Regions from separate parts of the Zea mays genome. Here region 1 is linked to region 2. The links are chromatin contacts, called in public Hi-C maps. All regions are on one chromosome and are shown on one strand. Each heading gives the region's core, a stretch centred on a gene start, on an enhancer-like site or on the middle of the called end of the contact. The rest is flanking DNA. Distances are from core to core; before and after follow the strand shown.

What was found. Hi-C and Micro-C count contacts between places; a contact is called where the count stands out from the background.
Region 1: a contact with region 2 is called in a Hi-C map of tassel, with 3 times the contacts expected there. The contact joins the promoter of LOC103643599 here to the enhancer-like site in region 2. A contact is called at or near these places in 6 of 25 Hi-C or Micro-C datasets (bundle sheath, ear, leaf and 1 more).

Annotation. Positions count from the first base shown.
Region 1 is chr1:250,240,699-250,245,444 of Zm-B73-REFERENCE-NAM-5.0, reverse strand. It overlaps LOC103643599 (F-box/LRR-repeat protein 15), which reads right to left and starts at 2,887. Exons shown (of 17, transcript XM_020546794.1): 1 at 2,073-2,887. The coding sequence starts at 2,473.
Region 2 is chr1:250,080,629-250,085,224 of Zm-B73-REFERENCE-NAM-5.0, reverse strand. No RefSeq gene overlaps it. Among protein-coding and RNA genes, the nearest start is that of LOC103645419, 70 kb to the left of the region's middle. Within about 2 kb of position 1,739, at least 17 of the 20 cell types and tissues checked have an H3K27ac peak or open chromatin away from gene starts, as enhancers often do. A contact at or near this core is called in bundle sheath, ear, leaf and 1 more, where this site is marked.

The DNA.
Region 1 (4,746 bases), core at 1,638-4,137, 160 kb before region 2:
CAGGGAAACCAAGAACCTCTGACATTTTTATGACTGTCTATGGTAGATGACAAGATCTTCATTATATATATCCTCTTTGTCGTGGTATCGGAGACCGGGGACACAGTAGAATTTATATTCGGCAGGGGAGGCTAGCACGGACTCACTCCGAATGGTGAATCATGTGACTCGGGAGGGTTTATATTGGTTCAAGCAGGTGCCCTATGTAGTGTTGATCTTAGTATTACTCTTGGATGTGTGTTACAAAGGGTGCAAGTGAGAGTGAGAGAGCGAGGGAGAAGAGAACTGCTACTAAATGCTCCAAGCTCTCTTGCCTGCTCTGCCTACTGTTCCGCTGCCCCCTTTTATAGTTCAAGGGGGAGGTCTTTTTACAAAGAGACAGGTCGTTTGAAGCAAAGTGGGATGTGTTATCTACGGGAGTTCTTGGGCGTCGTCTTCTGACACGTGCATAAGCGCACGACCAATACGGCGGGTCGCCCCGCCATGTCCCGTTCGTGGGTTACTGTAGAGACTCCAGTGTTGAGGCTCTCTGTAGTGGAACTTTGGTTGGTCCCATGTCGCAGGGTTGGGGCGTTAAGGGCCGTGCATGATGACGCCTCGTCCCATTGATGGAGAGTCTCCGACACTTCCCCGACGTGCCATGGCGTCAGTCAAGACGATATTTGGTGGTGACGTGTCTTATCGTGGCTGGCGTGGGTCAACTGTGTCTGTCTTGTTTTCACGTTAAACGGGTACAGGCGTGCGCCTGCTAGGCGCGTGACGGGGGGTCGTGGAACCGAGGCCCACAGATGAATTGTCCCCCGTTGTGGGTATTCAAGTCTCCGCCTCGCCCAGTTGCTCGGCGGGACTTGGTCGGATCGTCCGCCTCGTAGAGTTGCTCGACGAGACTTGGTCGGGTCGTCCGCCTCGCAGAGATGCTCGGCGGGAGCTGATCGGGTCATTCACCTTGCAGAGTTGCTTGGCGGGAGCTGGTCGGATCGTCCACCTCGCATAGTTGCTCGGCGAGACTTGGTAGACTTTTACTCCTGTGGCTATTCGCCCAGTTGGACCGCCACCAGTAATGGGCTCACGTTGGGTACCCCGTACCTAGGGACCTGTCACTCTCCATTCCAAATTGCAAGTTCTTTTGGCTTTTCTAGATAGATAGCTTTTATTATGAATCTAGGTGCTAGCAAGAGCTATGTATCTGGAAAAGGACAGGCCCAATATTGGTGGCTCCCACAAGAATAGGGTCTGGGAAGGAATAACCAAGGGGAGCCTTACCCCTGGCTCAGTCAAAGGGCTCTCACCACTGCGTCAGGCCAGTCATTCCTCAAACAATTTACAATTTGGATTGGACAGAGTAACTTAGTCTTCACGAATATAGTTGGAAGGGACAATTTTGTGAAAATTCATAGGCTAACATGTGACTTAAATGTTGCATCTAAATAATCAATAGGAATAGATGGAGATAAAATAAATCGCTCTCAATGGAGGTTTCATGCGCTTTCCAATACCTTAGAAACGGGTTGACATAGTTTCAGAAAGGTGAAAGTAGTTTCACCTATTTCATTATGAAATGTAGTGCCATGTCATCAAAAATCCTATGTGGCATATCAATTAATTCTATGTGACATACTAATTACTCTCATGAAACTGTTATTGAGAATGGCCTTAGAGCAAACACTTTCTCCATTGATCCATTTGTGGGTCCTTTATCATTTCAAACCAGGGAGGCAGTGATTACAAAAACAACACTTCAGGCAACTGCATTACATCTTTGCTACCGTTGTTAGAATGGGCTCAGCATTTCAACATACACGAACATCAAAAAATGCACTGCATAAATTTTCATGCTTGAGTTCAAGACATCTTAGGTATCCTCCACATACATGCAAAAGAACAAGACCTTAGGTTGCAACTCCACATCAATTACATAATGCATGAAGTGCAGCTTCGTTTCAATTTCACTAGGCAGGTTTTCCTGAAACTACTATCAATAGGATCTAGAGAAACAAAACATTTAAACGAACAACAAAAAGTCCACATCATGCAAAATACTAAAGATGAGGAGCAACATTGGCATAACTTACTCGCCAAAGTGTCGTACTCTGAGCCGTTTATTCTGCAGGTCTCTGTCTTCATCCTCTTCGTTCAGCTTGCCCCACCCAACCTCCATACTGCCACCCGCTTGGGGATCGTCTAGGATACCACCAAACATGTCATGGAACCCAAGAGAAGAGATGGATTGTCCGCCCAAGGCCCTTTCCACACCCTGCGAGCTCCCAGCGGCGTCGGGGTTCCACTCCGGCAGAACCGGAGTCCAGTTAAGTGAGCGGGGAGCGGCCTCCTGCCGCGGCGGGAGGTGCCAGACTCGCCGCCCCAGCGACAGCGCGAGTTCCGGCTCCTCTCGCACCTCCTCATTCCCCTCTTCGTCGTCACCGGCGCCACCGCCAGCGCTCTGTACGCCCTTCATCCGGCCCCCATCCGCCATGCCCTCACGCCAAAAGACCAAAACCAAACCCTAGAACCATGCCCGGCGCCACTTACGGCCGCCCAGACCTGAACGAGCCTCCACCCACGCGTAACCCAACGGAGCTCACCGATTTGACACCACGGCACGGTGAATTCCACCGGATTCGGTCGAATCGGCACGGCCCAGCCGCGCACGGCCACCGGTAGTGCTGGCGCGCACGACACAGGAGCGAGTCCTCGGCGAGGTGGGCGGGGCCTGCGTCCGTACACGTATTCTCGAGTGGGGCCGAACCGGCTGGGCGGATCTGCGCGGCGTGGAGACGGCGGTGGTGGCCGCAGGCTCGCGAGCGCTCAGGGAGAGAGGGTGCGGGGGATTGAGAGGGACGGCTCGAGACAGAGGTGATGGGGCGCGGCCATATTTGTGCTATAGACTGACAAGACATTTGCAATTTTGTCATTATCATTTATGAGCTTCGCTACTATATTATCGGATCTATAAATCATTGTCACAAATGATTCTATCAATCATAAACATGAGATGGTATAATAACATAAAGCTAAAATGGAGTGTAAATAACAAATTTCTCTAGCCATAGAGCACTGGGTCACGACAACGACTGTGTTGGAGACTTGTTCTCAAATGTTATGAGTTAAGAACAAGGCAACACAAAAAGGTTAAACGTTAAAGTCTTTCGTTCTTTGAAGCATTATTTTCCTTGAGATATAACGATTTTCAGACGAAGATTATGAAGGACATACCTTCATCAGCATAATACATAATAACGAAGAGGGAACCATATGAAATATATAAAAGAATAACATAAACAATCATATATTATTATCAACTCGTTTCTATTTTATTATTGTAGAAAGATAGAAATAATGTCAAATTATAAATGTACCTTAGCTCGAAAGAAGGTAAGGGTACAAGTGTGATGCAAAAGCAAATGCCAGATCAACGTGAACAGTACGGGAGCACTGTTCACCTATTTATAGGCACGGGACGCAGCCCATGTAAAATTACACTCATGCCCTTTACATTTACTAATAACTCTATAGTAATCCATCGGGGTCTAAATAGCCTTTTCCCCTTTAAGTCGGTTTCCTTTTCTGCTATCACGCCGAAGCTCCCCTGCACATAGCTTCGGCTCTGCACCATCCTTCGTATTCTTTGTGCTTCTTCACACTGTGGTTTTGACCCAAGTCCGAAGGTACCTGTTCATGTATTATACTCCAGAAACATTATTAAATCATGTTTTTGAGGACCTTCGGAAGCCGAAGGCCCCCAACAGTAGCCCCTCGCAATATTAATTTGTTAGAATGGTAAATTCAGATTGCGATATGGACGAAGGCCCTAAGCCCAAGGTCCGAAAAAACATCTTCCTTTTGCTAGAATAGCAACAGTCAATGACAAGCGGGGCCCTCCAACTTGCAACGCACTAGGCGTATAAATAAGAGCATACCACGAGCTCATTTGGCATGCTTTTTGCCATCTGCTCTGCTTGCTCAATTTTTAGCTCTTGCCTACAAACGCTTGCCTGGCTTTTTAGATTTTCTAAGCTTCTGCCTTAAGAGCACATTTTCAGCATTTTCGAAGAGATGTCTCAAGATAAGAAAGTTGTCGCTGAAACGAAGCTGAGTCTTTCTGAGGAGAAGAATCTTGGCTTTATTGAATCAATAACAAAGACAAATACAGAGAAGATTACTAGAGAAATTTTAGAATGCTTATCTGAAGACACCGGTGATAGTGACAGTTATGATGTGGAAAGTGGTGGCGAAGACTCCGAAGATCGACCCTGGCGACCAAGTCATACAGTTTTCGGAAAATCAAGTATTAAACAGAGTCATCTTGATAATATGAGGGGAAGATATTTCCGAGATATGTCTGTTGTGAGGGCAGATGATGGAGACAGGACTGTTCCTACTCCCGAAGAGAATGAAGTTGTGATCTTCCGAAGCTTTTTTAAAGCTGGGCTTCGGTTCCCCTTAAGCAAATTTGTGGTTGAAGTTTTAAAGATATATCAGGTCTACCTTCATCAAATTACTCCCGAGGCAATCATAAGAATGGGAATCTTCGTCTGGGCCGTGAGGAGCCAGGGCTTGGAGCCAAATGCAAAAAGTTTCTGCAGTATGCACGAACTGCTATATGAGACGAAGCCCTGGGGTAAAGAGCAGTACCATAACAATTTTGGCTGCTATAGCTTCGTTGCCCGCTCTGGCTCAAGCTCCCCAGTGCCGACTTTTCGGAAGAGATGGCCCGGAGAATGGATGAAAGAATGGTTCTATGTGAAA
Region 2 (4,596 bases), core at 490-2,989:
GATCCTTAATAGAGGCCAAGTACTGTTTGCAATTCCTCTTCCAGTGACCATGTTCTTTGTAGTAAAAGCACTCTGCATCTGCAGCTGGTCCAGCCTTGGGCTTTTGGTTTGGCTTAGATACTGTATCCTTTGCCTTGCTCTTCTTCTTTTGAGATTTACCCTTCTTAAAGTTGGGTTTGTTTTGGACCACCATCACACGGTCGCTGCTGCCAGTGCTTTTCTTTATGTCACCCTATGTTGTTTTCAGCATGCCACATAGTACATTGAGGCCCTTTTCTGCCCCATGCATATGGTTGTTCGTAATGAAGTTTCCATAGCTGGGTGGAAGAGACGCCAAAATGAAGTTAGTGGCCAACTCTTGGCCTACTTGGTAGCCTAGCTTCTCCAACCTCTAACTGTAACCAACCATTTGGATTACATGTGGCTCAACTGTTGCGCCTTCTGCTAGCTTGCATTCCAGAAAGGCTTTGGACACATTGAACCTTTCAGTCCTAGCCTGAGTCTGGAACATATGCTTGAGAGCCACGATCATATCGTGCGCCTCATGGTTTGTCTCAAACTGCACCTGCAACTCAGGCTCCATGCAAGCAAGTATCAGGCAACTCACTTCAAGATTAGCATCCATTGCTTTCTTGTAAGCGGTTTTAGCTGCAGTAGTTGCATATTCACCAGGATCCTCTAGCAGTGGGGTGTCTAGAACGTCTTCCTTTTTTTCAGCCCTGAGAACAATTCTCAGGTTATGGATCCAATCCGTATAGTTTGTTCCATTTAAATTATCCTTTTCAAGAATTGATTCCAAAGTAAATGTTGGTGTGCTAGGTGCCATTTATATACAACAAAATAATGCAAAATACTAAGACAAAAATATCCATGATAGAGTAAATCATATTAAACATTTAATAGAGTCTACTCCCACTAAAATCAATATCCCTCGATTGATACTTAGAGATCCAGAACCCACAACTAACAAGTCTACTAGTGAGCTTTAGCATCACTGCTAGAAGACAAGGTAGATCGGTAAGCAACTTCTTGCTAATCATATCATATCATATATATGACTTTTGTTGTTGGGTGACATATCTATGTCTCGGCTCCCAATCTTATGGCCCAAAGTCCATAACCATTAAGCTCACTTTGTTTAAGTTAACCAACCCTTTCTGTAGTTCGTATCCGATACAAACATACCTAGTCAAGGAAAACTGGTGGCACCCTAATTTTATAGACCCACCATCCATTGTACAAGGCTTATGATAGTGCAAGGTTTGGATGTGGCATTTAAGCTTAAACATTTTTGAGGGATTGTCCTACTTATATCATTGCACGCAAGGACATATATGCAACATGTAATACCCAAATCATAATGAATAAAGGAGTTGGAATATTTGGTGTTTAGGGAATATTTTTTTTATTTTATACATGCATGAGTATACAAACACAAGTTAAATAGGAATAAACCGCTTAATAAATAAAACAATATATATATAATGAAAATGCTTCTTCATGCTGGTATCTTTGTTTGTGCACTTAATCTAGGTGTGATATTCACAATCAAATCTTCATTCAAATTTGAAATCTAAAACTAAAAAGAAAAGAAAACAAAAAAGAAAAAGAAAAAAGGAAATAAAAAGAAAAAACCATGCCTGGGCTCAATCCTTTGGTCTCGGCCCATCTATCCCTCTCGCGCGGCCTGGACAGCCCACCACGGCGGACTGGTGTCGACAATAGGGGCCCACCGGTCAGTCTCACATCACCGTGCCCGCAAATTGCCATTTCACTCACTGGCAGGTGGGGCCCATGGGATAGACTCGTTCTACACTGGCGTTGTTTTCTCACGCGTTCTCTGTGGGTGGGGGATAGCTTGTCAGCCGCTCAGCGTATGCTTCCCTCAACCCGGGTCGATGACGCGTGGGCCCATGGTTGCTATGGATCTCCCGACAACAGACTCTCGGTAGCTCCTCTGCATGCCGCGCAAACCACACGGACCCAAACCAACTCCGAGGATGATTGGGAGGAGGTGGAGGCTATAACCCGACACGCCGAACGCCATACCTCGACCTATTCGTTGCCAGCTGAGCGAACTCCAACCTCCAACAAGCGCGCCACCGGGTGAGAAGAGTAGAGCGCCACCGTGTGAGGGATTTTGTCCAACCGTCGATTTGACCCAGCGATCCAGACCGGGGCGGCTCCGCGACGTCATTGGGAAGGACGTGTGCTTTGTGCCGGTTAAGATCGATAAGGGCTTGTTCGGTTAGCTCTCAATCCATGTGGATTGAGTGGGATTGGATGGGTTTGAATCCCAAACAAGTCAAACTTCTTCACAATTTTTTCCAATCCCATCCAATCCATGTGTATTGGGAATAACCGAACAAGCCCTAAGCTGGGAGCACGAGATTGCTCTTCGGAGTAGGCATAAGCCTTCCGCCGAGTCTTGCCACAGTGCTGCCGCCTCACACTCTCTGTTGGTGAGTATCCATCCTATTTTCTCACCATGATCTTATAGAAGTGTAGCGTAAGTTAATTGTGGGATTATGGCGGGAATCGGGTATAGTGGATGCCCTACTTTGGCGATGGCGTCGCCGCGCCTAGGTTCTGGTGCCGTCGTCGTTGGGCATGGGCTAACCGGGAAATGGTGACCGCCATCTAGCTCGGGACGACCACGATTAAAAGAGAATACCCCTTCGGTTATATTGCACGCGGACCATCGTGATCGAATCCAAGGGTCACGTTTTTGTAAAACCTTAGCTATTGAGCTCGCGTTGAATGATATAGATTAGCGCACGAAACTACCCCATCGCGAATGAATGATCTGACCGTTGATCGGTTGACTAGCGGTTAAGGCATCGCGTGGGCCTTGGACCGTGGATTCCCGATCCAAGGGCTTGCATAACATACTGATGACTTAAACGCGCTAATCTAATCTGGGCCGTCCGTGTCCGATCCGATGGTCTATATGCGATGGTACCCCTTCAGCCAGCCAGTCTTGCACAATAGCCCCTAATGTTTTCTTAAACCAACCCGCAGACCAGGTTAACTATAAACCAACCCGCACATGTTAATTTTGATGAGACCCACTAGGTCACCCCAGTTTGGCTATCTTTATACCTTGTTTACCACTGAACTTTTGGGTAGTACATGCTATTGTTTATGTGGTTTTGTGTCACACCCGGTTTTTAGGGACTCGGGCGTGAACATAATCACCAAGTGTGCTAGGAATAAGTCTTACACATATGATGACTCATGGTACATAAACGAATGTCACAACATTAATATATAACGGAGTTCTGTATAAAATATTTAAATAATTACATCATACAAAGACAACAATCCAGCAACCAAAGTTGATTGGGTGACGACGGTATAGACCTCTCATGAACACATCGCGCCATCCTTCATGTTTCTCATCCTGGGGTACCTGTTCTTGACCTGGGGGTGTCAATTCAGCAAGGATGAGCTCACATACGTTCATCGCTCAACAAGTTGTGGGGAATAATCTACATGAACTCGCTAAAGGTGGGAGCTCATGTGAAGTGCAAAGCTTACCAAAGAAGATGGTTAAAGCTGAGAATTGCTTTTAAAGTTGATCAATTTATTAGCAGTTACTAGGTATAAGTAGATACCAACCCAATTAAATAAGAGATCAAGATTAATAACAACACCCACAATGCAATGCAAATGACAAATTGAGTTTAATTCCATAAGTTAATCATGTGAGTGTCTGAGCCGCTCATGAACGTGAGCACGACTGATATACCCGTTTTACACTCTATAGAGGTTGTGCATCTTTACCCACAAGTCGTGTTACCCATTTGCCACGGAGTTAATCAGAACCCATACACCTCTACCAAGGAAGCAAGGAAGGGTACCACTACGAGGCCTTTACAAAGTTCCACTAGCTTCAGAAAACCCGCTACAGTTTCTAGGTAGCGTAGCATAGGAATCCCCCGTCTGACCGCCATCGCAGCAAAAACAGCCCGAGAACCTCCCTATATCGACCACTCCCCTACTGCCCTTGCCCCTTTCGGGTAATGTAGTCCTCCACTAGCTTTCCTAATTAGTCAGCCAAGGGTGTCCCATACCACCCTTGTTGTAGCCCTGTTTTCCTGGGTGGTTCTCCATGTTCTAATTAACAATATGATCTTATCATGAACAATAATTAAACAACATAATTGGAACATTATCATAATAAAACATTAGTTTTCCAAAACCAGGTAGAGCAATAGAAAATCTACCCAATAATTCATCTGGTTGCAAGGTGGGGGATAAACAATGCTATGGAAACCTATTAGGTCCCACCAAATTAACCTGAGCATGTCACAGTGATTAACCACTAACATTATTAGGTAAAAAGGAGTTTCAACGCCACAACTTGCCTGGGACTCGAGATTCTACGTACCAGTATGATCTTCAGATTCTCGTGACCTCATTGCTATTCGTAGCAATACAAACAAACATGGTATAGGCAAAATTAACATCACACCAAACATAAGCACAAACTGCATAATAATATTCTACGCGATGCTACGTGATCGTGGGTTTGAGAACAGTTAAAATCGGAGTTACAGTTATAAAGTTATGATTTTCCAAAGGTTTAGGTGT